2 separate regions of the Pan troglodytes genome follow, and region 1 is linked to region 2. The links are chromatin contacts, called in public Hi-C maps. All regions are on one chromosome and are shown on one strand. Each heading gives the region's core, a stretch centred on a gene start, on an enhancer-like site or on the middle of the called end of the contact. The rest is flanking DNA. Distances are from core to core; before and after follow the strand shown. Region 1 has its middle 39 kb from the start of RBBP6. Region 2 overlaps PRKCB (protein kinase C beta).

What was found. A called contact is a pair of places that touch in the nucleus more often than the background predicts.
Region 1: a contact with region 2 is called in a Hi-C map of induced pluripotent stem cells, with 8 times the contacts expected there. The contact joins two enhancer-like sites. A contact is called at or near these places in 3 of 7 Hi-C or Micro-C datasets (induced pluripotent stem cells and stem cell-derived neural progenitor cells) and 1 of 1 other capture datasets (stem cell-derived neural stem cells).

The regions. Positions count from the first base shown.
Region 1 is chr18:27,112,387-27,118,819 of NHGRI_mPanTro3-v2.0_pri, forward strand. No RefSeq gene overlaps it. Among named protein-coding and RNA genes, the nearest start is that of RBBP6, 39 kb to the right of the region's middle. Within about 2 kb of position 3,370, at least 3 of the 24 cell types and tissues checked have an H3K27ac peak or open chromatin away from gene starts, as enhancers often do. A contact at or near this core is called in induced pluripotent stem cells, where this site is marked.
Region 2 is chr18:26,667,293-26,674,014 of NHGRI_mPanTro3-v2.0_pri, forward strand. All of the region lies in intron 5 of PRKCB (protein kinase C beta), which reads left to right. Among named protein-coding and RNA genes, the nearest start is that of CACNG3, 200 kb to the right of the region's middle. Within about 2 kb of position 2,064, at least 1 of the 24 cell types and tissues checked has an H3K27ac peak or open chromatin away from gene starts, as enhancers often do. A contact at or near this core is called in induced pluripotent stem cells, where this site is marked.

The DNA of each region.
Region 1 (6,433 bases), core at 2,120-4,619, 450 kb after region 2:
GAGGCTGAGGCAGGAGAATGGCTTGAACCCAGGAGTCAGAGGTTGCAGTGAGCCAAGATCACGCCACTGCACTCCAGCCTGGCAACAGAGTAAGACTCCATCTCAAAAATAAAAAGAAAGAAAGAAAGAGAGAGAGACAAAAAAAAGTAAGTTACTTATTTAGTTCTCAGGGCCAGCTAGGTGCCTGGAATTTCCCTTGAAGGAACTCAGGATTTTCCTTTACTTCCATTCTTAGGCTTCACAGGCCCTTACAAAAGGGGCTCCTCACTCTGTCTCAGTTTCACATCATGCAGTAGGTCAGATGGGCCTCAAGCAATGATCGGGGCATACACATGGGCATGGCTTCTCTGGGATTTTTGTTTTTACTTTTTTATTTTTTGAGACAGGGTCTCACTCTGTCACCCAGGCTGGAGTGCAGTGGTGCAATCTAAGCTCACTGCAGCCTGGAACTCCTGCACTCAAGTGATCCTCCTGCCTCAGCCTCCCAAGTAGCTAGGACTAGAGCCATGCACCACCATGCCTGGATAATTTTTTCATTTTTTGTAGAGATGCCCAGGCCGCTCTTGAACTCAAGCGATCTCCCACCTTGGCCTCCCAAAGCACTGGGATTACAGGGGTGAGCCACCACACCTGGCCCTGATTAGACTTTCTAGCCCTGCTAGAAAGCACTGCACTTCCCTTAATAGAGTAGCCCAGGCCTGGCTCCTTGGTGGCAGCTGCACCACTCCATGTGTGCACCATGCAACTGTACTCCATTGCATGCTTCAGACTGTGTTCTGTGAGCACCATTGACCTGAACTGCAACTGGAATGGTGCTCTCTAGAGTTATGCAGTGCGGCAGTCCTGTGTTCCTTGGGGAAACTCGAGCCTCCTGAATCAATGCTCACTGCCTTTCTCTGCCATCAGCATTTCTTGTTCAGTGACCCAAGTGGTATACTGCAGTGGTTCTGAAACGTTGGTATGCATTGGAATCACGACAGACTGTGAGGCACCATCCCCGGAGTTTCTGATTCAGTAGGGTCTGGAGGAAGGTCCAAGACTTTGCATTCCTACCACATTCCCAGGGGAGGCTGATGTTGCTGGCCCAGGAGGCACCCACTGGTGTAGCGGGTGCTGTTGGTGCCTCACAGGGACCCTCTTCCCAGCCAGTGCATCCATCCCCAGATGCCCAGAGCACTGGCTGCTAATAGCTCACAGCTGTTTCCTCTCTAGAGCACTGCATGGTATGGGTTGAATTAATTGTATGCCCCTAAAATTCCAGTGTTAAAGTCCTAACCCTCAATATCTTAGAATGTGACCTTATTTGGAAAGAGGGCCTTTAAAGAGATAATTAACTTCAATTATATCATTAGGTCTTTAGGGCCCTGATCCAATATAACCATGGATATAGTTTGGATATTTGTCTCCTCCAAATCTCATGTTGAAATGTGATCCCCAGTGTTGGAGGCGGGGCCTAGTGGGAGGTATTTGAGTCATGGGGGTGGATCCCTCACGAATGACTTGGTGCCATCCTCCCAGTAATAAGTTGAGAAGTGATTCTTACAAAGAGCCCAGCACCTCCCTCCCTCTCTTGCTTCTTCTCTCACCATGTAATCTCTGCACACACCAGCTCCCCCTTGGCCTTCTGCCATGAATAGAAGCATCCTGAGCTCTCAGCAGAAGCAGATGCTAATGCCATGCTCCCTGTACAGCCTGCAGAACTGTGAACCAAATTAATCTCTTGTCTTCATAAATTACCCAGCCTTGGGTATTCCTTTATAGTAATGCAAACAGACTAGGACCACCACTGTCCTTATAAAAAGGGGATATTTGGACACAGACAGACAGACAGACACACACACACACACACACACACACACACACTGCTAGGTAAAAATGAAGGTAGAGGGCCAGGCGCAGTGGCTCACACCTGTAATCCCAGCACTTTGGGAGGCTGAGGTGGGTGGATTACTTGAGCTCAGGAGTTTGAGACCAGCCTGGGCAATATAGTGAAACCCTATCTCTACCAAAAACACAAAAATCTAGCTGGGCATGGTGGCACGTGCCTGTAGTCCCAGCTACTCGGGAGGCTGAGGCAGGAGGATCACTTGAGCCTGGGAGGCAGAGGTTGCAGTGAGCCATGATTGCGCCAGTGCACTCCAACCTGGGTGACAGAACAAGACCCTGCCTCAAAAAAGAAGACAGATTGAAGTGGTGCTTCTACAAGCCAAGCGAAACCAAAGATTGCCAGCAGACCACCAGAGGCTGAGGGAAAGGCATGGAACAGACTCTCCCTCATGGCCCTCAGAAAGAACCAACCCTGCTGGCACCTTGAACTTGGACTTCCAGCCTCCAGAACTATTAGAGAATAAATGTCTGTAGTTTAAGCCATCCAGGTGGTGGTACTTTGTTTCAGCAGCCTTCCAAACTAATGCACAGCCCTTGGGCAGAAAGGAACCACTAGATGATGGCCCCCACACCTCCTGGGATCAGACCTCGGACGATAACCCACGGGAATGGGGCCAGCCCCTTGGCCTTAAGTGGGGACCAGCTCTGTGTTGTCATTTTGCTTCCTGTGGCATTAGTGAGCTTTCTGTACTGTTTTATCCTGCTTCCTCACTCATCTCCTCCTGAGAATTCTTGGTTTCCATCTTAGGATCTGCTGCTAGGGAACCCAACTCAAGTCAAGGGATGAGAATTTGCATTCCCTATTACCCCATAGGCAAGAAATGATTACTTTCTCTCCTCCCAATCTCCACCTCACCGTCAAAGAAAGATGGGCGGCAGCCTAAACCTTGTGGGTATTTTTTGTTTTGTTTTTGTTTTCTGTTTGCTTGATTTTGGGGTGGTTTTGTTTTGTTTTGTTTTGTTTTGTTTTGTTTTGTTTTGTTTGAGACAGCCTGGCTTTTTTACCCAGGCTGGGGTGCAGTGGCTTGACCTCGGCTCACTGCAACCTCTGCCTCCTGGGTTCAAGTGATTCTTTTGCCTCAGCCTCCCCAGCAGCTGAGACTACAAGCGTACACCACCGTGCCCAGCTAATTTTTGTATTTTTAGTAGAGACAGGGTTTTACCATGTTGCCCAGGCTGGTGTTTTTTGTTTATTAAGAGATGGGGTCTCCCTATGTTGCCCAGACTGGACTCTACCTCCTGGGCTCAAGCAATCCTCCCGACTCAGCCTCCTGATGGCTGAGACTACAGGCGCCCACCACCATGCCTGGTCTGTGTTGGCTATGGTCTGTGTTGAAGGCTCCCTCACTTTGAGTGAAAAAGAACCTGCTCCTAGGCCTATCTTTGGGATAAGAAATTGTACTCGGCTCACCAAGGCCAGGGTGGTGGAATTACAGAACAGAAGCGCCCTCAGCTGGCAAGCTGGGATTAGACACACCCAACTCAATTTCTCCTGTGGAGAAGGAACAGCGGGGGAACACCAGCCCTCTACAGCCTTCCTTCCTCTACACACGCACTGCTACCCATGCTTTCAGAAATACTAAGAATTAGCCGAGCGTGATGGTGCATGCCTGTCGTCCTAGCTACTCCAGAGGCTGAGGCGGGGGGATCTCTGCATCTGAGAGTTTGAGGATGCAATGAGCTGTGATCATGCCACTGCACTCCAGCCTGGGCAACAAAGCAGGACCTGGTAATACGGTTTGGGTCTGTGTTCCCACCCGTATCTCATGTGGAATTGTAACCCCCAATGTTGGAGGTGGGGCCTGGTGGGAGGTGATTGGATCATGGGAGGGGATTTCCCCTTGGGTGCCGCTCTCATGATAGTGACTTACCACCAGAGCTGCTCATTTAAAATTGTGTAGCACCTCTTCCCCTGTTTCCTCCTGCTCCAACCATATAAGAGGAAACTGCTTCCCCTTCGCCTTCTGCCATGATTGTAAGTTTCCTGAAGCCTCCCCAGCCATGCTTCCTGTACAGCCTGCAGAACCATGAGCCAATGAAACCTTTTTTCTTTATGAATTACCCAGTCTCAGTTATTTCTTTATAGCAGTGTGAGAACGGACTGATACACCTGATCTCTAAATTTAAAAAAAAAATAAGTCAAATACTAAGAAGTGATTTGCAGAGCTTGTAGGGGTAAAGCTGGGTCTAGAGAGGGCTCAAAAGTACTGCTTCCCCATATCCATCAGTTCAAAGAGTGCCTGGCCTCGATCATAGACTAGGGCAGAGCTGGCCTCCAGCATCTGCCCAAGAATGTGACCCAGACCTCCTGCCCCAGAACCTCCTAAGGGTGAGAACAGGCCTTTGGGACTCTGCCTCCCTCACCCTCACCACCACGACCCGGACCCTGTGTTTCTTGTTTCATTCCTTACTAGTCCAGATAGTCCAGGGTAGGAAGGCTTGGAGGGACAGAGTGTGGGATAGATGTGCACACACTGCAGCTCTGTGTCTGTGTGTGCGTGCAGGGCCATGTGTGTGGGAAAGATGCAAGGAATGTCTCCCTAGGAGGGGAATACCTGCACACTGGTTGAGAACATGTTATTGTGAAAAGGTTCCTTGGAAAGTGCTGTATCCATCAGCTTCATTGAGCAGATAAGGAAAATGAGGCCCAGAGAGAAGAATAGACCTGCCCGAGGTTGGTCATGCTGGGGCTTACCCCAAGAAAAGAGAAGTAAGCGTGATGTGTATATTGGGTTGTGCACATGTGTGCTTGCCAAAAAAAAAAAGGTTTAAACACACACACACACCTCCTCCCCCACTTCTTCCTGCTACAACCATATAAGAGGAAACTGGAGTTTTTGTTTTGTTTTGTTTCGTGTTGTTGTTGTTGTTTTGAGTCAGGGTCTCCTCTGCCACCCAGGTTGGAATGCAGTGGTACCACCTTGGCTCACTGCAGCCTCAACCTCTTGGGCTCAAGCCATCCTCCCACCTTAGCCTCTCAAGTAGCTGGGACTACAGGTGTGCACCATCATGCCTGGATAATTTTTTATTTTTTTACTTTTTGTAGAGATGGTGTCCTGCTATGTTTTCCAGGCTGGTCTCGAACTCCTGGACTCAAGTGATCCATCCTCCTCAGCCTCCCAAAGTGATGGGATTACAGGCATGACCCACCATACTCAGCCCCAGGAGTCTTGATTTATGCCCCTGAAATGGTTTGGGTCCATGTCCCCACCCAAATCTCATGCCAAATCGTAATCCCCAATGTTGGAGGCAGGGCCTGGTGGGAGGTGATTGGATCATGGGGGTGGATTTCCCCCTTGGTGCTGCTCGTGAGTGCTCATGAGAGCTGGTTGTTTATTTTGGTTTTGTTTTTTGTTTTGTTTTGTTGAGATGGAGACTTGCTCTATCACCCAGGCTAGAGTGCAGTGGCATGATCTCAGCTCACTGCAACCTCTGCCTCCTGGGTTCAAGCGATTCTCTTGCCTCAGCCTCCTGAGTAGCACGGATTACAGGCATCCACCACTACATCCAGCTAATTTTTGTGTGTGTCTGTATTTTTGTAGAGACAGCATTTCACCATGTTGGCCAGGCTGGTCTTGAACTCCTGACTTCAGGTGATCCGCCTGCCTTGGCCTCCCAAAGTGCTGGGATTATAGGCATGAGCCACTGCACCCAGCATGAAATCTGGTTGTTTAAAGTGTATCACCTCCCACCTCTCTCTCCTCCTCCTACTCCAGCCATGTAAGATGTGCCTGCTTCCCCTTCTTCCACGACTGTAAGTTTCCTGAGGCCTCCCCAGCCATGCTTCTTGTAGAGCCTGCAGAACCGTGAGACAATTAAAACTCTTCTCTCTATAAATTACTCAATTTCAGTTTTTTTTTTAATGGCAGTGTGATAATGGACTAATACAGCACCTGATCCTCAGTCTGTCCAAGAATGTGACCCAGATCTCCCAGGCTGCAGTGCAGTGGCTTGATCTCGGCTCACTGCAACCTCTGCCTCCTGGGTTCAAGTGATTCTTTTGCCTCAGCCTCCCCAGCAGCTGAGACTACAAGCGTACACCACTGTGCCCAGCTAATTTTTGTATTTTTAGTAGAGACAGGGTTTTACCATGTTGCCCAGGCTGGTGTTTTTTATTAAGAGATGGGGTCTCCCTATATTACCCAGACTGGACTCAACCTCCTGGGCTCAAGCAATCCAGAAGAGCAAAAGAGAAGAGCATGGCATGGCCACAGCGAGTTCCACTTCTTTTTTTTTCTGAGATGGAGTCTCACTCTGTCACCCAGGCTGGAGTGCAGTGGCGCAATCTCGGCTCACTGCAAACTCTGCCTCCCAGGTTCATGCCATTCTCCTGCCTCAGCCTCCCAAGTAGCTGGGACTATAGGCACCTGCCACCACGCCCGGCTAATTTTTTGTATTTTCAGTAGAGATGGGATTTCACCATGTTGGCCAGGATGGTCTCAATCTCCTGACCTTGTGTTCCGCCCGCCTCGGCCTCCCAAAGCGCTGGGATTACAGGCGTGAGCCACTGCACCCGGCCCAGTGAGTTCCACTTCTAAGTGGGCAA
Region 2 (6,722 bases), core at 814-3,313:
TGGCACATCCGGGACCTGCAACCTTAACCACTAACCTGGCACATCCGGGACCTGCACCCTTAACCACTACCCTGGCACATCCAGGACCTGCAACCTTAACCACTAACCTGGCACATCCAGGACCTGCACCCTTAACCACTAACCTGGCACAACTGGGACATGCACCCTTAACCACTACCCTGGCACATCTGGGACATGCACCCTTAACCACTACTCTAGCATCATCCGGGACCTGCACCCTTAACTACTACCCTGGTCTGCCTCCTTGAGTGGCCCAGGGAACATCTAGAAGCTGAGAGAAAGAGAGGGGTAAAATCAAGTTCACAGCAGTATCCTAAGAAACTGTTCTCACTTAAAAATGCAAAGATGCTCACAGAGTGTTCAGGTTACACTGGAAAACTCCAGAAACAAAGTGGTTTGTGTACATGGGAGGAAGCAGAATCAACTTCCCACCTTAGCATTGTGGGTGCTTAGCCCACGCCTGTGTATCGCTCAGGGAATCAGAGTCACTATGAGCATCATGGAATAAGGGATTTACTGTACATGTTAGACCTTATACAAGCTTGGAGATGCTGGAGACGGGAAGATCTGGAGGGGTGAATTGAGAATCAGAGGAAGAGCAGTGGTGCAGGTGGACAAGTAGGAGTTGGTAGGGGATCCAAGAAGCCAAGCACGTTGAGCTGCTGACATAGATATTGATGAATTTCATGAAGCTTCTACAGGCACTGGTTTCACCCTTGGGTAACTCAGTACAGGTATGTCGACAGCCTTCCACTAATTCAAAGATGGTTCATAGGTGTCCCAGAATCTTTTAATTCCCAAGTGAGGCAGCCCCAACTCCTTCAGCCATTTACTTTCTAATCCTTAATCCACAGCCCACAACCTCAAACACATGATAGGACCGAGTATGCCATCATTGATGTCAACCCGGAACTCTTCCTAGACAACACTCCAGTTGGAGTAGCTTCCTTTTATAAAGCAGGGTGCCCAGAGTGAAAGAGAATCCACCTGTGTTGCCGAGGAGAGAAGGATTGTCACTTTCCTTATTCTAGATCAGCTATTTTCAAACCTTTCGGCTTCCAGCCCATCTAGGTTTTATGTAACACACACACACACACACACTGCACAAACAAGCACAAACTCACAAACACACACACATTGCACAAACAAGCACACACTCACAACCAAAACCAAACTGCCATTAATGCTTACCTCTACTTATGCTCACCACACACTCTGATACATTCTCCTCTCTTTTGTGGCCCTCTTTTCTGTTCATTTCCATTCTATTTCCTTTAAGAAACCCTTTAAGGAAAATGCTCTTACTCTGCAAATTGATTTCACTAACAATTGGCAAATGTGTCATGACCCGCCGCTTGAAAAACACTGTCCTAGACAACAAAATTCTCTTTCTGCATCCTGAGATGATGCTACTCTTTTGGGGGGTCTGGGGATACCACCAGCCACATTGCACTGTTGACTTATCTTGGGTTTATGATCAGTTAAAGCTCTCCTGTCTATCACATCAGGTGCTGCTAGCCTGCAGGCCCCACATCCTTGTGCAAGAATTTTTTTTTTTTTGAGACTCCAGGATGAACCCTGATGCATTTCATCTTGTAGGGTTTGGCCTTTTGCTCCACGGCCAGGCTGAGAGCTTTTGGGTCTTCCTGTTCTTGTGCGGAGTGTCTTCCGGACATCACCTTCCTCACACCATTCTCTGTGCTACTTGTTCTGCCCTCCTTACTTTTGAAAAGATAGTTTATTACTCATAGATGAGGAGCAGGCGTGCCACTCCATGAAAGGCCACACAGGGAAGCAGCAGGGTCTGCCAGGAGGCAGAGGAAGCGGAAAGAAAACGTGGCAGGAGCATTTGCTGCTGTTTCTGTGAGAAGGAGCAGGTAGGGCGGGAAAGCAGCCTTAGGGCTGGCTGGTTTGAATGATCTCAGCAGACTCTGGGTGTAGAGGCTGTCTCTCTAGTTGCCTGGTACCTGATACCTGGTGCTTTTACCTGGGGTAATTAGCACAGGCTGGCCCAGAGTGTAAGAGCCCCATGAAGGAGTTGGTTGGAGGTTTGGGCTTTGGATTGGTTGGTTTGCATATGAAAGGTGCGCTTGCAGGTGAGTTCTTTACCGTCTCTAGGAATGGGCTAGCCCTGGGACAGACAGTTTCTCCAGGGTCAGCAAGGCTCTGAGACACCAAAGCATCAGAAATACAGAAAATAGAGCCAGGTGCAGTGGCTCATGCCTGTAATCCCAGAGACTCAGGAGGCTGAGGTGAAGAATCACTTGAGGCAAGGAGTTTGAGACCAGTCTGGGCAACATAGTGAGACCCCTGTCCCTAAAAAAAATTAAAAATAAAATTACCCAGGCATGGTAGTGCAGCATGCCTGTAATCTCAGCTACTCAGGAGACTGAGGCAGGAGGATCACTGAGCCCAGGAGTTCAAGGAAAGAGGCCGGGCACAGTGGCTCACGCCTGCAATCCCAGCACTTTGGGAGGCTGAGGCAGGTGGCGAGTGAATCACCAGGTCAGGAAAGGGAGACCATCCTGGCCAACATGGTGAAACCCTGTCTCTACTAAAAATACAAAAATTAGCTGGGCGTGGTGGCGGGCACCTGTAATCCCAGCTACTCAGGAGGCTGAGGCAGGAGAATCGCTTGAACCTGGGAGGTGGAGGTTGCAGTGAGCAAGCGAGACTCCGTCTCAAAAAAAAAAAAAGACATAAAATTAATAGACCTTAGACTATTTTATTTAATTATTTTATCAAAATAGCATAGGCATAGAGTTAAAAATGCCAATGTGCATTGGAGAGCTGAGGATGAAAAGCAATGTCCCCTACTTGAGCTTGCATCAGAATCATCTAGAGAGTGCCCCACCCTCAGAGTTTCTGATTCAGTAGACATTGAAGAATGAGAATTTGAATTTCTAACAGGTCCCCAGAGGATGCTGGTGTGTTCACACTCCGGTTACCAGAAAGGGATCCCGATCCAGAACCCAAGAGAGGTTCTTAGGTCTTTTGCAAGAAAGAATTCGAGGCAAATCCATAAAGTCAAAGCAAGCTTATTAAGAAAGTAAAGGAATAAAGCATGGCTACTCCACAGGCAGAGCAGCCCTAAAGCTGCTGGCTAGCCACTTTTGAGGTCATTTCCTGATTATATGCTAAAAAAGGGGTGGATTTTTCATGAGTTTTCTGGGAAAGGGGTGGGCAATTCCCGGAACTGAGGATTCCTCCTCTTTTTAGACCATGTAGGGTAACTTCCTGACATTGCCGTGACAATTGTAAACTGTCATGGCACTACTGGGAGTGTCTCTTAGCGTGCTAATGCATTACAATTACTGTATAATGAGCAGCAAAGACGACCAGACGTCACTTTTGTTGCCATCTTGGTTTTGGAGGATTTTGACCTACTTCCTTAACACAACCTGTTTTATCAGCAAGGTCTTTGTGACCTGTACCTTGTGCTGACGTCCTGTCTCATTCAGTGACTTAGAATCCCCTAACCTCCTGAGAATGCAGCCCAGTAGGTCTCAGCCTTATTTTACCCAGCCCCTATTCAAGATGGAGTCACTCTGGTTCAAACATCTCTGACACTCTGAGAACCACTGCATTGGAAGACACTATTTTCAACTCTTTAAACTCTTTCTTCAGGCACTTGAGCTCTAAATTTTAATCATGTGCTCTGTCTCTCTGTCATTTCACTATTTCATGGCTCTGACTTCCTGAGAAGGTTTTAACTCTCTGATGTGATCCCTCTAGTTCTCTTCCCCTCACATCCAGCACAGGGTTACTGCCATTTGTAGTTCACTCACTCAAAAAAAAGTGATTATTAAGCATGTTCTACATGTCAGGCATTGACTTAGTCACTGGAGATTTGTCAGAGAACAAGCCAAAGTCCTGCCCTCATGGAGCTTATATTTTAGTGCAGGGCTTGACAAACTTTTTCTGTGAAGGGCCAGATGGGCTTTGGAGCTATCTGGTCACTGCCACAACTACTTAACTCTGCCATTGTAACACAGAAGTGGCCACAGTGTGCCAATGAATGGGCACGGGTGTGTGCCAATAAAACTTTATTTACAAAAACAGGCAGGAGGCTGGATTTGGCCCTTGGGCTGTAGTTTGTAGACCTCTGTTGTAGTGTGGGAGAAGACAAAGTAGGTAAATAAGTAAAATACGAACAGTAAGCTAAGGGGGAAAAAGAAAAAACGGAAAAAGAGGATGGGAAGGAGGCAGGAGGGTACTGGACCTGCACATTTAGATATGGTGGCAAGCAGGCAGTCACTGAGATGGGGACATTGAGTAAAGACTTTCAAAGGAGATGAAGGAGGGAGCCATGCATCTCCCTGGCAGAAGAGCATTCCAGGCACAGTAACAGCTGGTGCAAAGGCCCTGTGCCATGAGCATGTTCGGTGTGCTTGAAGAAACGGCAAGGAGGCTCGTGTGTCTAAGTGGGGCAAGTCAAGGGGAGGGAGCAGGAGAGGAAAGCGGAGGAAACAGAGAGGCAGCTGCTGAGGGCTATGTGATTCTTGGGAGGGAATTTGTCTTTTCTCTTAGTCCAATGGGAATCCATTATTGTGACTCTAGTAGTTGTAATAGTTCCTTTAAGTTTTATTTATTTATTTTAGATACAGGTTCTCACTGTATCACTCAGGCTGGAGTACAGAGGCACAATCACTGCTCACTGCAGCCTCAAACTCCTGGCCTCAAGCAATCCTCCTGCCTCAGCCTCCTGAGTAGCTGGGACTGCAGGCACACACCACCATGCCCAGCCAAATTTTTAAAAATTTTATAATAGAGATGGGATCTGGCTATGTTGCCCAGGCTAGTTTCAAACTCCTGGCCTCAAGTGACCCTCATGCCTCAGCCTCCCAAAGTGCTGGGATTACAGGTGTGAGCCACTGAACCTGGCTATTTAAGTTATGTATTTGCAACTCCATTTCTTGCTTTCCCAATGGTAGGCAGTATCTCTTAACTTTGTCTTTTGTAGAGCATTTTTATATGCATGATATCATTTACTCCCTATGAGATAGATGTGACTATTGTCCCTATTCTGTAGAGGAGACAACTGAAGCTCGGAAAGATTAAATGACTTGGCCAGATTCATATAGCTGATAAGTGCTGGTGCTGGAATTTAAACCCAGGTTTGTCTTAATATGGAGATCTTAGCACCTATTTTATATGAAGAGACAATCCTTTAGGGATACTGGGGAAACCTGTGGCTTTTGGACAATAAATTAAAAACCCTTTCCCAAGAAGGGGAGCTGTGTGTGTATCAATCAAACTATTCTGAGAGGGAGGAAAAGGTTCTTTTCTGTGGGAACGCTGACCAAGCCGTTGACAGCTCATTTATGTGATGCTGGTGCAGTTTGACATTCATAGTACAAGACTTGCATGCAATTAGCACGAATCGTTCTAACAGTCTCTTGAAAACATTTGGAATTTTCCCTCTGTCTGGCCTTGTGCATGATGTAAACATGGCTTTATTTAGTTGGTCATCCATCCCAGAATAGTGTGGTCTGCATCTGTCTGCATCGCTGTGGTCTGATTGAGGTCTTGTTTTCCTGGAGGGCAGAGACTGTTGTGTAGGCTTGCTTTGTGGATCCTCCTCCCCCAGGATCATTTGCCACAAACCCGATGGCAGCCTCTCTCTTTAGCTCATGACAATTTCTCCAAGTGTAAGCTGGGGGTCCCGTTCAGTATGCAATGCAAATGAGATGCAAATGAGGGGCCCTCTTGGGCACAGGCCAGGAGGCCAGAGCTCTGGGGACTTCTGTACCCCTCCTCTGAGTTGCCTAATGAAGCTGACAGTTCCTTTCACAATCATCTTCTCCACCCACCAAAGGCCTCTTAATGAGGGCAGAAGCTGACTGCTCTGAAACCCCTTCAGACACCTGGTGATTGGAAGCTGGAGAGACAGTGAGCTTTAGATGGGCTGTCAGCCGCTGCTGAGTCCTCATCAGCTGCCTGCTGGGTTCTGAGAAGCACTAGGGAAGGAAGGGAGATGGCCCTGGAACTGACTGCTATTGTCTGTTCCTCCTCCCCTGACGAGCTGCATGCGGCAGCCACGGATGGCTGGGTTTGGGCTTTCACGTTGGCTTCTCTGGCCCTTGCTGGATGCCTGCTTCAGCTCAGAGAATGTGGCTTCACAGGGACTTGGAATAAGAGCTGAGAGCCTGTTCCCCCCATCGAGGATCAATGCTCCTTTGATTTCATTTCTTCTTTCCAGACGAATCCACTGTCTTAGCCCGTTGTTGGAGAAATCCCGACCTAAGCAGGCTTTCAAATTGGGGAAAGAAAAGTGAACCAATCTGAAATCATGGAATGGTTGGTGGAGAAGGACAAGTAGTCATATCCACAAAGAGCCAGCAGTCCCAAAGGATGTTCCAGTGCATCTTTCTGCTTATTTCTTCTAGTTTTGTAGGGGTGTGTGGTGTGCAATGCTGTTTGCTTGACAGAATCCTTTCAGTCTCTCTCTCTCTCTAAATATAAATTTCCTGCACTACAACAGCCTACTAAGTGCCAGACACAGTGCTGGGCTCTTTACCTGCATCAACCCATTTTGTCTCCATTGACAAAAGGGGAAACTGAGGCTCAGAGAGGTTAATTGACTTGCTCAAGGTCAACTTGGCTTCTGTGTGGCAGAACTGGAGTTTGGTCCCAGGTCTGTTTGCATCTAACACCCAGCCCCTTAACCACTTTGCCGAATTGAGAATTTGGAAATTAAA